5 separate regions of the Sus scrofa genome follow, and all the other regions are linked to region 5. The links are chromatin contacts, called in public Hi-C and HiChIP or PLAC-seq maps. All regions are on one chromosome and are shown on one strand. Each heading gives the region's core, a stretch centred on a gene start, on an enhancer-like site or on the middle of the called end of the contact. The rest is flanking DNA. Distances are from core to core; before and after follow the strand shown.

What was found. Hi-C and Micro-C count contacts between places; a contact is called where the count stands out from the background. HiChIP or PLAC-seq counts read pairs in DNA pulled down with a chosen protein or histone mark.
Region 1: an H3K27ac HiChIP or PLAC-seq map of skeletal muscle shows a contact between it and region 5, with 5 times the contacts expected there. The contact joins the promoter of ETAA1 here to the promoter of MEIS1 in region 5. A contact is called at or near these places in 4 of 47 Hi-C or Micro-C datasets (embryonic fibroblasts, fibroblasts, heart right ventricle and 1 more) and 1 of 2 datasets of contacts at active chromatin or transcription factors (skeletal muscle).
Region 2: a contact with region 5 is called in a Hi-C map of mesenteric adipose tissue, with 1.8 times the contacts expected there. The contact joins the promoter of SPRED2 here to the promoter of MEIS1 in region 5. A contact is called at or near these places in 3 of 47 Hi-C or Micro-C datasets (heart right ventricle, mesenteric adipose tissue and skeletal muscle).
Region 3: a Hi-C map of omental adipose tissue shows a contact between it and region 5, with 1.6 times the contacts expected there. The contact joins the enhancer-like site here to the promoter of MEIS1 in region 5. A contact is called at or near these places in 5 of 47 Hi-C or Micro-C datasets (alveolar macrophages, embryonic fibroblasts, epiblast stem cells and 2 more).
Region 4: a contact with region 5 is called in an H3K27ac HiChIP or PLAC-seq map of skeletal muscle, with 7 times the contacts expected there. The contact joins the enhancer-like site here to the promoter of MEIS1 in region 5. A contact is called at or near these places in 6 of 47 Hi-C or Micro-C datasets (embryonic fibroblasts, fetal skeletal muscle, mesenteric adipose tissue and 3 more) and 1 of 2 datasets of contacts at active chromatin or transcription factors (skeletal muscle).

Annotation. Positions count from the first base shown.
Region 1 is chr3:74,735,384-74,738,083 of Sscrofa11.1, forward strand. ETAA1 (ewing's tumor-associated antigen 1) reads right to left here and starts at 1,400. Exons shown (of 6, transcript XM_021087430.1): 1 at 960-1,400. The coding sequence starts at 1,260.
Region 2 is chr3:76,526,296-76,528,995 of Sscrofa11.1, forward strand. SPRED2 (sprouty-related, EVH1 domain-containing protein 2) reads left to right here and starts at 1,351. Exons shown (of 7, transcript XM_021087442.1): 1 at 1,351-2,030. The coding sequence starts at 2,005.
Region 3 is chr3:74,796,136-74,798,835 of Sscrofa11.1, forward strand. No RefSeq gene overlaps it. Among named protein-coding and RNA genes, the nearest start is that of ETAA1, 61 kb to the left of the region's middle. Within about 2 kb of position 1,281, at least 9 of the 83 cell types and tissues checked have an H3K27ac peak or open chromatin away from gene starts, as enhancers often do. A contact at or near this core is called in omental adipose tissue, where this site is marked.
Region 4 is chr3:76,346,479-76,349,178 of Sscrofa11.1, forward strand. No RefSeq gene overlaps it. Among named protein-coding and RNA genes, the nearest start is that of SPRED2, 180 kb to the right of the region's middle. Within about 2 kb of position 1,448, at least 2 of the 83 cell types and tissues checked have an H3K27ac peak or open chromatin away from gene starts, as enhancers often do. A contact at or near this core is called in skeletal muscle, where this site is marked.
Region 5 is chr3:75,624,451-75,627,150 of Sscrofa11.1, forward strand. MEIS1 (homeobox protein Meis1) reads right to left here and starts at 1,405. Exons shown (of 12, transcript XM_013996097.2): 1 at 1,275-1,405. It overlaps LOC106509799 (a long non-coding RNA gene), which reads left to right and starts at 1,969. Exons shown (of 5, transcript XR_002342631.1): 1 at 1,969-2,700.

The sequences.
Region 1 (2,700 bases), core at 150-2,649, 890 kb before region 5:
TCTCCCAGAAATATTACCCTAACCACAATTGATATTATTTGTTTCACATAAAAATCCCTGTAATTCACAAATTTAACTGTAAATAGCAAATATTTTAAGATAATCTAGTAGCTCTATACATGGACAATACTGGATAACCTGTATTACCACTGGAACTTGGAGGCTAGGGGAACTACCTGCAACTTACAGATACAACTCAAAAATCAAAAGCATTCCAACAGACACTTTAGTGAAAGTATATGTGTAGCCTCCTTTCACCAACTCTATCTAACTTACACTGATTATGTCAAAAAGCTTTGGTGATCCATTTCTTGGGAAGTTTTGTCTAGTATCACTTTTTTTTGTTTACTCTGCAATTACTTTGTCAAAGTAAACTAAAAACAAAAAGGTAACAGAGGCTGTGCTTTAAGACCACGCTCTAGAAAAGAGCTTTTATATGAGTTTCAGTTCTTCCCAGGATTAGAAATCTTTAAAAAATGTAACACCAAAAATGGTTCACAATGAAATATTCAGGGGCCCTTAGTTTCCTACTTTGAGGGACCTTATACAAAGGAACTTCCGGTTTATTCCTAACGATGTGATACATCACCAAGGCTTTGAGGATACAGACAGCTATAGCTTTCCTAAGGCCCCTTCTGTAAATCAAGTCAGGGCAAAATGTTTAGAGGGAAATAATTTCTCTAGGAATACGCTGAAGGCAACAGGTATTATTTCCCCTCTCTCAGCCACTGCTGATGCCTGAAGGAGCAGCCTAGCAATTAGCCTTCCTCCCTCCAACAGGTAAACCCCCACGATCTATTCCTGTGGCAGGGGCAACACGTGGGCTGTACAACCTAACCAGGCAGTGCTCAAACTGGGGGACCAAAGCCGTGGGGGAGTGGTGTTGGGTTAATTTGGGACTCACGCGGGAGAAACCCAGAGAAAGAAAACACGAGGTCAGACTCCACCCCCACCCCTACCCGGCGTTTCCCTGTTAGGAACGGGGTTGTGAAGCTGAGTCGCAGAGGCACTGAGAGGCCGCGCTGCCCACGTCTCACCCTCGGGGTTACTTTTACTGCACGAAGCGGCTGCTGGAGGTTGCTCTTGCTGCGGCAGAGGCCGGGTAGGCCTCTCTCTAGCCCCGCGGGGCCCCGAGCCGTGGGCCGACCTCAGCCGCCTCTTCCCCGGCTCGACCACCGAGCTGCATTCCTCAGTTGCCGTCGCTTTGCGCGGCGTGTTCTTCAGGCCAGGACTGTCCCCATGTTTTCTTCGCCGACTCATTGCCTAGGACCCCCTCTGCTAGCCGCGTCTCCTTTCACATTTTACAATGGGAGGAGTAAGGCAATGGAACTACAAGCGGGACTCTGCGCCAATGGCCGCCGCCATTTTGGCTGTTGAGACGCTCGCAAGGGGCGGGCGCTGATTGGCTGCGTCCGGCGAGGGGCGGGGCGTCCAGGGTGCCGAAGGCGCGATGCAGAAGGCGCGCTTCCGCAGCCCACCTCCGAGCCGGCTCTGCTCTGCCCCGACCGGTCTGGGTAGGAAGTAGTTGTTAAGAGGTAGTGCTTTGGCTCTGTGGGGCTGAGAGGGGGAGCATGTGAGGTGGAAAGAAGTTTGAATCCACTGGTATCTTTTTATTGAATTTACAGTTGGAATTACACATTACTCGGATTTATGTTATTGTGAGTTGTAGTTTTTTCAAGAAGAGGAAATGAAAGGTATAGTTTAGGAAGGAAGGCATAAAACTGGCAGATGATATGTGCATAGAAAAATCAAAAATGGAAGTTATTAAATTAATAAACAGAGTTGCTGATACAAAGTCATATTCAAAGATCAATTGTATTTCAATAGATTAGTAGCAAATATAACACTGACGTTTTGAAGAAATGATTTGTAATAGCATACAAGAGATCAATTAACTATGAATAAATTTAACTAGATTGCAATATCCATGCAGAGAGAATTATGAAATATTTTCAAAGGAATTGAAAACCTAAATAAATGGAGAATTATACTGTGTTCATAGGTTGCAGGTTTCAATATTGTTAGGATGTCAGTTCTTCACAAAATGATCTATAGATTCAAAGCAAATCCAAAGTCATAGTAGAGATGTGTGTGTGTGTTATTTTAAAATGGACATGGAAATGGGAAGGGCTGAAAATGACCAAGAAACTCTTAAAGATCTCCTGAAGAGCACTGAAGATGGGTTTCTACCAGATGGTTAAGACAGTGTGGTAATGGTGAAAGGATAGGTAAAAGAAGCAGAATAAATAGCTTAGAAACAGACAACGACATAAATGTACAGTTGATTTAGGACAAAGATGACCTTTCTGAACAGTGGGCAAAGGACTTTTTTTTTTTTTTTTGTCTTTTTGCCTTTTCTAGGGTCGCTCCTGTGGCATATGGAGGTTCTCAGGCTGGGGGTCCAATCAGAGCTGCCGGCCTACGCCAGAGCCACAGCAACGCGGAATCCGCGCTGCGTCTGCAACCTACACCACAGCTCACGGCAACGCAGGATTCCCAACCCACTGAGAAAGGCCAGTGATCAAACCTTCAACCTCATGGTTCCTAGTCAGATTCGTTAACCACTGTGCCACAACGGGAGCTCCATGAGCAGTGGGCAAAGGACTTTTTGATAATAAATTGTGCTTAGTCAATTTGATATACACGTGGAAAAAGAAGTTTAATCTCTGCCTGAAAACATATCCTTAAATTGAGTGCAAA
Region 2 (2,700 bases), core at 101-2,600, 900 kb after region 5:
CAAACACTATAAAGAATTTTAAGACTGCAACAGCAGAGCATCAAGCCAAGCAAAGATTCTGTGTGCAATTGTAAAGGTGGTCTGCCCATTGCCTAGACAGTGCTGTTTTAGAAAGCGGGAACCCACCCAGGCTCATGGTCCCAGGCCAAGGCAGGAAAATAATTTAAAGACAAAGGGGAGTGCATGGAGGGGAGACTCGAGGAGGTCTCCATCTTCCCATCTCACTGTGCCAAAGCCCATGTGGATGGTAACCTCTGGCCCAGGATCGGCGGCCTTCAAGGGCCTGGGTCAAGGACCATCCTCCACCAGCTTGAGAGAGATTTACTGAACAACTAAAAAACCATATTTGGATTTACTTTTTTTTTTTTTCCTTTTTTGTCTTTTTTTAGGGCCGCACCAGCGGCATATGGAGGTTCCCAAGCTAGGGATCTAATCAGAGCTGCTGCCGCGGCCTAAGCCAGAGCCACAGCAACGCGGGATCAGAGCCGCGTCTGCGACCTACACCACAGCTCACGGCAACGCCTGATCCTTAACCCACTAGAGCAAGGCCAGGGATCGAACCACAACCTCATGGTTCCTAGTCGGATTCGTTTCCGCTGGGCCACGATGGGAACTCCTGGGTTTACCTTTTTTTTTTTTATCGTGCTCGGGGCATATGGAAATTCGTGGACCAGGGATCCATCCCGCATCACAGCAGTGACCTGAGCAGCTACAGTAGCAATGCAGGATCCTTAACCCGCTGAGCCACAAGGGAACTCCTGGGTTTACGTTTTAACCTGGGAAAATCCATCATTTCTACTGGAATGCAAGTTTCTGGGCTTGTTGGATTTACCTTTTTTTATAAAATGCACAAAATAATGTTTCCTTTAGAATGCCCGTTCCCCTACCAAGAAAAAAAAATCACAAGATTTCATGTGTAACTGAAAAGCCTCTGCCATACAGAATCTTGGCAGAGGCACCTGTACCGCCTCCACCCTCCGGCCCCACGGTGGCGGGTAATTGGTCTTCTGAGCCGGAGCACCCCACCAGTCCCCTCCAGAGCTCTACGTCTACCCCCCTCCTCTCCTCACCCTCTGAATTTTAATCCAGGCGTTTGGAAGGAGGGAGGGAGCCAAACGGGAGCCAGATGTGTGCGAGTCCCCGGCTGCCGCCTCCTCCCTCCTCTCGGGCATTTTAAAACCCGGAGCCTAACTAAGGAGGATCCGGAGTCAGACGCGGCGCAAACAACTCCGCTCCCGGGCTCCTCCGGGAGTGGAAGCCAGGAGGGAGGGGGAAAGGAAGCCGAGCATGCTCAATAGGCGAGACAAAGTTTTTTTTTTTCTCCTTTTTTTTTTTTTTTTTTTTTTTTTTTTTTTTCGGTCGCAAGTAGGAAGCTTTTTGCACTCCACCACCTCTGGCGGCTGGGAAGACGTCATCGCTTCCGCCCTACTTCCTCCTCCTGTTGGCGGCGGTGAGAATCCAATATGGAGTAAATCGGTGGAGTCGAGAGATGGGGCTCGGACGGGGCGCCCTGCACCGCCTCCCAGGCGCACCTCCCCCGGCCTCCGACCGCTCCCCGGAACCGTGATTGGCCCAGCCCCCCGGGGGCGACCCAAGGCTGAGCCCCCACCGGCTGCTGGCCCTCTCCCGCTCTCCGCAGTCCCCGCCGCTCCACGGAGAGCTTGTTTTTCTCCTCCTCTCCCCCACCGCCGTCCCCTGCCCAAATCATTCCCCTCTGCCCGCTTCCGAACCCCGAGCCCCCGCCCGCCTCGACCCTCGGCGCTGCGGCGCTCGCTCCCCCCGACCCAAGCTTGCCTGTGCACCCCTTCCTCCAGACCTCACCCCGCGCTCCGGTCACCCAGCTTCCCCTTCTGCCTTCTGCGGCGCCCCCTTCATCTTTAGCACCCCCCCCGCCCCCACCAAATCAGGCGATCTCCGGAGATGTGAAGAAGGGGGGTGAGCGGACAGGAAGATGAAGGGAGCAAAGCTGCTCGCCGCGGGACAGGCGTCTAGGTGAACAGGAAAATGACCGAAGAAACACACCCGGACGAGTAAGTTTGGCCGCGGGGTGGAACGAGGGTGTCCCGCGGGGGCAGCGTGGAGTCCGGGGCTGAGGACGCGGGCGGGGACGCTGGTTGGGTGAACTTGGCGTGGGGTGCAGCGAATAGCTGGTCTGTGGGTTTAGGATGCGAGATTTGACCCCTTGTTGTTGAAGTGAGGAGGGGGCAAAAGCTGCTGCGGGCCGTTGGGGGCGCGCCTTGAGTCGGCGGGCTGGTGGCCGCTGCGGGGGCCAAGGGCGCGCGGGTGACCTCGGGGCTGTCCCCGCTCCCTCTCCGGGGACTCACAAACACCCCTCCCCCCGAGATCCTCGGCGGCGGGAGCGGAAGACCTGACACCCCCGCTCCGGCTCCCCGGCGTCGGTGGGTTTTAACACAGTGACTTTGTGACTCTCCCGCCCCGCTGCTCGCCCGACGCTCCTTTTGGGAGCCCTCTGGGGCCCAGGCTCCGCCATTTCGTTTTCTTGAATCGCTCTCATTTGCATACCACATTTTCATTCATAAAAAAACACGGCGGAGCGGAGAGAGGACTGGGCGCGGGCTGCGCGGGGGTCTGCGTGCGCCTGTGTCCCCGCGAGGGCCGGCGTGCAGGAGCTGCCCAGGGGTCTCGCAGCGCTTGTGAGTGAATTTGCACGCGCTGCCGGGCCCGGGACTGGCGCCCCCC
Region 3 (2,700 bases), core at 31-2,530, 830 kb before region 5:
GACGAGTGCTGTATGTAGGTAGTGCTATCAGCATCTTATAACCAGAATTTGCTATCGGCCAAGGAGAAAAGTTCAGAATCTTAGGTTTTGCCTTCTTCATTCCTTTATATCCAGGTTGCTTAGCTCAGACACTGATAGTAGTTATAATATTTTTATCTGTTTCTTTGAAGACTGTTTTCCATCTGGATTCTGTTGGGCAGCATATTGAATAAGCAGATCTCTAATGAGTTTAAAGTCAGCTAGTTAGTTCCTGGATGTGTAGCAGGCCCCTTGTTAATCTGGTTATGTATAGCAGGTTCCTCACTCTCCCTGTTTGTACCCTCCACCCTGCCTACACTAAGGTTTTTAATTGTATTGCGGAACATTCCACCTCTTCGCAGCAGAGAAATCATGATCGTTATTTCCTAAAAGCAACTGTGGCAACAGTAATTCGAAGCATAGTGTAATAGAGAAAGCAAACAGGCTGGAATAGTTACTCTCCTGTTCCCTACAGGACCATCTGTTTTCCCAACAACAACAAAAAAAATCTAGTGCTTCCTTGAGTTATTTTTTAAAGGGCTTAAGCAATCATTCAGGTAATCAGACTTCATTGCTGTGAAATTTCATCAAAGTGTACTCAATCCTTGAACTCATATCTGGGTCCATTTTGCCAATCAGATAAAACTTCCCAGGCTTTTTCCTAGAGGCATGAGGGTTAACTTGATCTTATTGCATTGCAAAAGATTTTGTGCTACAAACCATTTTTCATAAAAGCTATTTGTTGTGTTAGGAGAACTCCACAGACAGGCTCCTTGTTAGACTGGATTAGGGGGTGGTGGGAAGGCTTGTTCTGCTTTGTCACTTTGGATGAAATGAAAGTTCTTAGAAATGTTTACAAGTTAGCCACAGACCAAATGAAGAGGCCAAAAAAAAAAAAAAATTATACAAGAGAAATTATCATTATCGTCTCAGTGAGTAAAAATGTTATTTCTCATGAACAGACAAACAATTGCTTAAAAAAAGAAAAAGCCCAAGAAAATCCCTGAGTTTGAAAATCCCTGAGTTTGAAGCACTAAATTCATTTGTCTTAAGCTTATAGTTTGCTTTTTAATTTTTACTTCTTTTTTTTTTTTTTTTTTTTTTTTTTTGGCCTACAGGGTAAAGCCAACTGACTTCTTTCTTTTTCCCTTTGTAGAGGTCAGCCACCCAACACACAGGCCCACTCAGGTCCACTCAGGTCCACACCAGTGCAAACAGCCTTTGCATCAAAAAAGCACTAGGTGGTGCCCATTTTCTTTGCCGGTGAAAGAGCTGAATTTCCCCAAGGGAGACACTTCAGGGAAGTTCATCAGCCCCCAGCCCTGTCGAGTGCAGTCTCCTCCTCTAACAGATGACCAGGAGCATGGTGTCACACTCTGTCATTTTCTTAAAGCATCCTGGGGCTTGCCTGTTTTAGGCCAGAACTTTGGTTTAGGGAGGCAGTGTTTTTAAATGTGAACGTAGAAGTGGAGGGCTGGTGGTGGCAAAAAAGCTTTGAATATTCCCTTTGAAAATGAAAGATAAGAGGAATAAAGGCTATAACCCTGCCATCTGTATCTCTCAAAAGTCATGCTCTAATATCTTTGCCAAAGCCTTCCTCCCGTCAGATCATCTGGACCGTGCAGTCTACATGCTAGTTTAATTTTTTTCCCATTTTTTTACCCCGTCATCAAGCTATAAAAATAATAAAAAGAAATAACATTCCTCTTCAATTTCAATTTGCATCCCTATGCACATAATTCTTGGTCAGATGAAATCTGGTTGAACTGGAAATTTTGCATGCCCGTGTTCACCCCCATACCTATCATTTGAAGAGGTGGCTTTATACCACTGGGTTTATTCCTTAGGAAAAAAAAAATCTTATTAGGCACGCTTAACAGATTGTTGCTTTGGGTGCAAGGAACACAAATAACTGGCTAAGAAGATGTTTTCTGCAGGATGATTTTATCCAGGTGATACGGTCATCAGATTTGTTTTAGAATTTAAAAGAATTTTAAAAGTTTTTGTTCTTGTAAAGAGCTGCCAGCAGCTATGGGGTGTGATCAGACTCTTGCCACAAAATGAAAAGAAGAGGAGAAATCCATCGATTTTTTTTTCTAGTTGAAATAAGTAAAATGATTATTTACGACCAATTCTCTGAAAGTTGGCCGAAAGGCATTAGTTTGTTCAAATATGTTTATTTAGTTTTAAAGGACAAGAAAATAGTTCATGAATGTCAAAAAGGAGATGCTTGTAGGAAAACCAGAATCCTGTTTCCTAGTTGGTGACTCATACTCCAAAATAAAGGGAAAATAAAGACAGTGAATAGTTTGAAAAAGTTAAACTAAGAAAAAAGCTTTATTATGAAACTACAAGAATTATTTCTGTGCTCTAGCTGCCCAGTCATATGTCATGACATGTGGCGGGTTGACTGCTCATTAATTCTATTTATATCAGTATGATAATCCACCCCACTGAGTACACATGTGTTAAAATATTCATAAATTATGTTTATTGCGAACAAATATACATTAAATGCCAAAAGAAGACCATTATTTAAAGACAAAACTAGTCAACAATCAAACAAGCATAGCTTTTTAACTGTCAGTCCAGTATATTATGTTTTATCAAATTCACATTAATTGCTTCTCCTTCCAGTATCTCACAGAGAATGTTTATCTTTTGTTTTAAAACTGTACAAAT
Region 4 (2,700 bases), core at 198-2,697, 720 kb after region 5:
AAACAATTTTTTAAATTCTCATCGCATCTCTTGTTGACATGCAGAGAAACTGCATTTCCCCTACACTGCAGTGGGAGTCCATCTGGTGCTGGCTTCATTAGAAAGCAATAAAAAATAATAATAAAGCTGAGTTTTGTGAAGAATTAAATAACAAACTATTAAAGTGATCTAAATAGCCAGTAAGAAGAAGGTTAAACAAACTATAGCAGTCCTAGGTGATAGAATACCATGTGTCCATTAAGAATGACTTCAAGGAAGTCTGTTGAGATGGAAAAATACTTGACACAGGCAAAAGTTAAAACACTGATAACATTCAGTTTTAGTAAAAAACTAGAGAAGTGGACATGTAGTGCTGGCCACAACCCTGGGGTCACACCATCACTGGACCTAGGTCTTGAAGCTAAGTTGGCTTGCCTAAAAGTTGAAGTAGAAAGAGGTACCTGGAGTTCCCATTGTAGCGCAGCAGAAATGAATCTGACTAGTATCCAGGAGGGTAGGGGCTCGATCCCTGGCCTTGCTCATTGGGCCAGGGATCCAGTGTTGTTGCGAGCTGCGATGTAGGTGGAAGATATGGTTCAGATCCCCTGTTGCCTTGGCTGTGGTGTAGGCCAGCAGCTGCAACTCCAATTTGACCCCTAGCCTGGGAACTTCCGTATGCCACGAGTGCATAAAAAGAAAAGAGAAAAAAAAAAAAAAAAAAAAAAAGAGGTACCTGAGTTTAGTCATCAATGTCTAGAGTACTAATCAGTAGTACTCACTGGGCTGGCAGCACCCACCTTAGGGGCAAAATTCACAGCAGCTCTTAAAGCCAGGCCCCCAAGCACAAGCCCCTAAAGGCAGGACCACGCAGGGGCTTCTTGTGGGCTCCATTTTGCTATTCACGGACATTTCCACTGGGAGCTTACGTGTAACCAGACAGTGGATATCGGTTATAATCTCTTCCAAAAAAAAAACCTGTTTGGTGTATAGGTCCTCAACTGCTTGGAGGAAAAAATCATTTTATCCTGGATTTGGGACAACTTTTGATAAGACATCTTAAAGAGGATATAAAAGTCCCCATAGCCGGTAGTGCCTGATACATGGTTAAGTGCCAGTGAATATCAATTACATGAATGAGGTGAAGTAACCAGGACAGTCTGTGCCATGTTCTAAACTTGACCTCTGTGGAATTCAGGGGAGGTTGTAAACTTACACTTGGTATGATTTAGAGACTCCAGAATGGCCCAGTAAAATATTATCTTTCCCTAAAATTCACAGCTACCTAAAAGTGTCTCACATTCTGGCACACATTTATTGAATTTAGATCTTAGATGAGGCATTTCTTTTCCTCCAAAAAGTATCTTTCAGAATGGAGGGTCATAAATTAAGTAACTTATCCAAAATCACATAGCAAATAAATGTCAGTACCTGTGTTTGAACTCTGCTCTATCTGAAACCAAAGATCAGGTGAGTTACATAAATAGACTTATGTAAGTAATAGCTGCATTCCTGCTTCACTTAAACTGATGGCACAAACTGTACAACTTATCTGTTACTCATTACTATGGGGTCTTGTCCTGTGTCATTTTATTATTTGAGACATTGCATGTATCCCTGACTACATATGCCACCTAGATTTGAAGTTCTTGAAGTGGTAAGCAGCCTTTTTCTGTCCTTTTCCCATCCCTACAGACACTCTCTGGTACCCCGGTACCTAACATATGCTTTATACAAAATAGGCTACTAAATCAGTGCTTATAGAAGAAATAGGAGTTCCCGTTGTGGCTCAGCAGGTTAAGAACCCAACTAGTCATCCATGAGGATGAGGGTTCAATCCTTGGCCCTGCTCAGTGGGTGCCAAAAGCTGTGGTGTACGTCGTAGACGTGGCTCAGATCTGGTGTTGCTATGGCTGTGGTGTAGGATGGCAGCTGCAGCTCTGATTTGACCCCTAGCCTGGGAACCTCCATATGCCATGGGTGCAGCCCTAAAAAAAAAAAAAGAGAGAGAGAGAGAGAGAGAGAGATAAAGAAATAGAATAAATAGTGCAAATAAAGATTTCTGTGATAAGCTTAAGAATCAGACCAAGACCTATTTATCACTGAATAAATAAATTCATCTTTGGGCAATAATTAGATGGGGGTAAATCATTTCAAATCTTTAAAAATCATACAGAAATTGGAAGACAACAGAAAAAAAATGCTGCAATGTAACAAAGGGTTAAAATCTGTATTATGTAAAGAGCTCATACAAATTAATAAAAAATATGCCCAGATCCCATTAGGTAAATAAACCAAAGGGCATGGTAGAAAATTCAGAGCAGAGGTATTACAACTCATTTATAAATGTAAGGAATTGTATACCCTTTCCAGCAATCAAATAAATGCAAATGAAATCTATAAGATGTTATTTTTGCATGTCAAATTTACTTTTTTTAATAGTAATACCCAATGTTCATAAGCATGAGATAAAACATGCCAGTGGCAATAGGTACTAAGATTGTTATAAATTAACATGTGACATTTGGCTCCATAATTATGCTTCCATAAAACAATGCTAAGGAAATAATTCCACATACAGAGAAAAGAGCATAGCTGGTGACCAGGAGCACAGACTTTGTAAGTCAGATGCACCTGGATTCAAATAATGGGTCTACCCTTTCTCATTTGGGTGACTTTTATACTAGCTTCTGTGAGTCTTAGTTTTCTCACCTGTAAAATGAG
Region 5 (2,700 bases), core at 155-2,654:
AACGTGAGCTACTGGTCCCAGATCTTCGGTCTACGGGACCTGAAGCAAAGCGCCGGACTCACTGAGCATAAAAGCGCTCCGTTTCCAAGACAGCAGCGGGGGCAAAAAAAAAAAAAAAAAAAAAAAAAAAAGAAAAAAAAAGAAAAAGAAAAAAGGAAAAAAAAAAAAGAAATGCAGATCTTCTCTCCCCCAAAAATCAGTTAAAAAAAAAAAAAAAAAAAAAAGAGCGCCCCTCAGACCCAACTACCAAATCTCATGGCTTTCTGCCACTCCGGCTGTCAATCACAGGCGAGGTTGTCAACGTGGTGAATGAATGATCATCCGCTCTCTCTTCTTCTGGTCAGAACACCTCAAATGTTAATATTCAAATGCACAAAGCCCTAGCGCTCGCTTCCCTTGAATCACTCCTAATTCCTAATCAGTTTCTCTCTTCTCTCGCTTGCTCTTTCTCTTTCTCTCTCTCTCTCCCTCTTTGCAACTGCTGCACTGGAGGGAGATTAGAGGAGGAGGGTTAAAAAAAAAAATGTCTGTCTGAGTTTGTCTTAAAGGAGCCACGATCGATGCTGCCCGCTTGCAGTCCCCGTGCGTGTGTAAAGTGTGTGTTGCACAGGCGGAGAGGTGGATTCCGACCAGAATGCTAGAACCCGGAAGTAGTGGTGGCCATAACAGGTCGCGTCTTACACAATGCATTGGGCTGCAGCAAGTAGGCTCCTAGGCAGGGGTGGGTGCGCGAAGCGAGCTCTGGCCGCACTGGAGAGGCAGAGAGGCGCTCCATTAAATCGCACGCCCAGGCACAAACACCCACACACCCAGGGCACACGCGCACAAGCGCGGGCAGTAGCCCCCGGCTGCCGGCTTTATTTTCCGTATTCTTTTTTCTCCCTCCCCCTACAGACTCTCTCCCCAAAGCTGACGCTCTTGAAATAAATTGGGAATAAACGCGGGGCAAGCAGTAGCGGGAGTTATTTTGCACAGGACTCCGCACATAGACTTCCTGACTTTCTTCGAAATTATTGGGGTCTGCCAGTGTTTTGCGGGGCAGAGGAGGGCTGATGCAGAGAGTAGTGGATTCTTAGAACCAAACGCCCCAAGTAGAAAAGTCAAACCGGGAGCGAGGATGAGGAGGAGCAGGAGCAAGACTGGGCTCTGCTAAGGAGTCCCGAGAACGTGGGGTGGAGATGACTGGGGCTTTCTGCAGATCCAGCTTCTAGTTGTTCTTGTTGTTGTTTTGCGGTCGGAGGTGGACACTCGGCCCAAAGAAAGGAAATACTTGCATTTTCTCACTTTGGGGATCTGGACGCCCCCATCTCCTGGTCCCGGAGGCCCGCAGCCTCAGCCCCGGCGTTCTGCGCGAAGTGAGAGAGGAAGGGAGGGAACAATGAACCGAGAGCCGGGAATGTGCCCCCAGCGCCTGTTTACAAACACGAAGCTATTTATGATCGCCAGAAAGCGAAACCCGAAGCGGGCTCGGAGCAGCCCAGACCTCGCGGGTGGAGCCGAGGCCAGGGAGACGAGGAGGGAGGCTTTTTCTCCGACTTGCTCTGGGAGAGGCGGCCGTGCGCCCAGGGCGCGGCGCGGCTGGGCTGGCGCGCTCGGCTGGGGCTACGGCCGCGCCGCCTTTGTCTTCGAGGAGCCGAGGGGCTCCGGCCTCGGCCTTGCTCTTGCCCCGGCGACGCCCCGCGCTCTCCTCCCCAGCTCTTCTCCCGCCCGACTCTCCTTTCCAATCCCCCAGACAAGGCTCAGGGAGAACTCCCAGTGCCAAAGAAAAAGAAATTCACTCCGGGGATTGAGATTTCAGACAAAAAGCTGCCCCCTACGCACAACTCAGAGGCTCCAACCAGCCACTAATTTTAACTTTCTTCCTTTAAACACCTATTCTCTGGCTTAAACAAACAAAAAAATTTCCTTTCCTTTATTCTCCCACCCTAAGGCTGCCCTTTATTATTATATTTAGTGGTGCTATTTTCGTTTTTATTTTCCTGCCCTCAGAGCCCTGGTCTGCCGAGAAGGTTCAGTCGCAGCAGCTCGACCAGCGGGCTGGAAACCTCACATCCCCGAGCAGGGCTCGCAGCTCGCTCAGCTTGGAACAGGATTTTTTTTTTTTCCCCCTCCCTCCAGCTGAAACCTCGCAGAAAACTCCCCCTGCGGTCGACTGGAAAATGAGCTCACCCAAATCTCGGTAGGCAGCCGGGGAGGAGGGCTCGGCCAATCAGGAGGCGCTCCCGCCAAGGCGGCCGCGCATTGGCTGCGGGGAAAATCAATTATCAAATAATCGATCAGCAGGGAGCTTCGATCTGCCGGGAATGCAAACTGCCAGTCCTGATTCCCGCCCTGATGGTGGCCAAAAGGCTGACTCCCCCAAAGTAGAGGGCCCCTCACTCCCGGCACCCCTACCCTCATTACACTCCACCAGTTGCCGACCCACCTTCACCCCAAAGGTGGGGGGTAGGGAGGGGGGTTAGGTAAGGGGAAGAGTTTTGAGAAAGATTGGGTGCTCCTATCCGCGAAGGTTGTTTAGAAAAGAATAGGAGCCCTAAAATGTACTGAAGTCAACTCTTAATGCGCAAACCAAAAGATAATTTGCATCGGTCCGACAAATAGGGCTTAAGGTTCTGTTAAGTGAGCTTTTGAGAAACTGGGGACACAGAGCGAGCATCAGAACTTAGATCTGGAATCAGGTTCCACCAAGCGCACGTACTT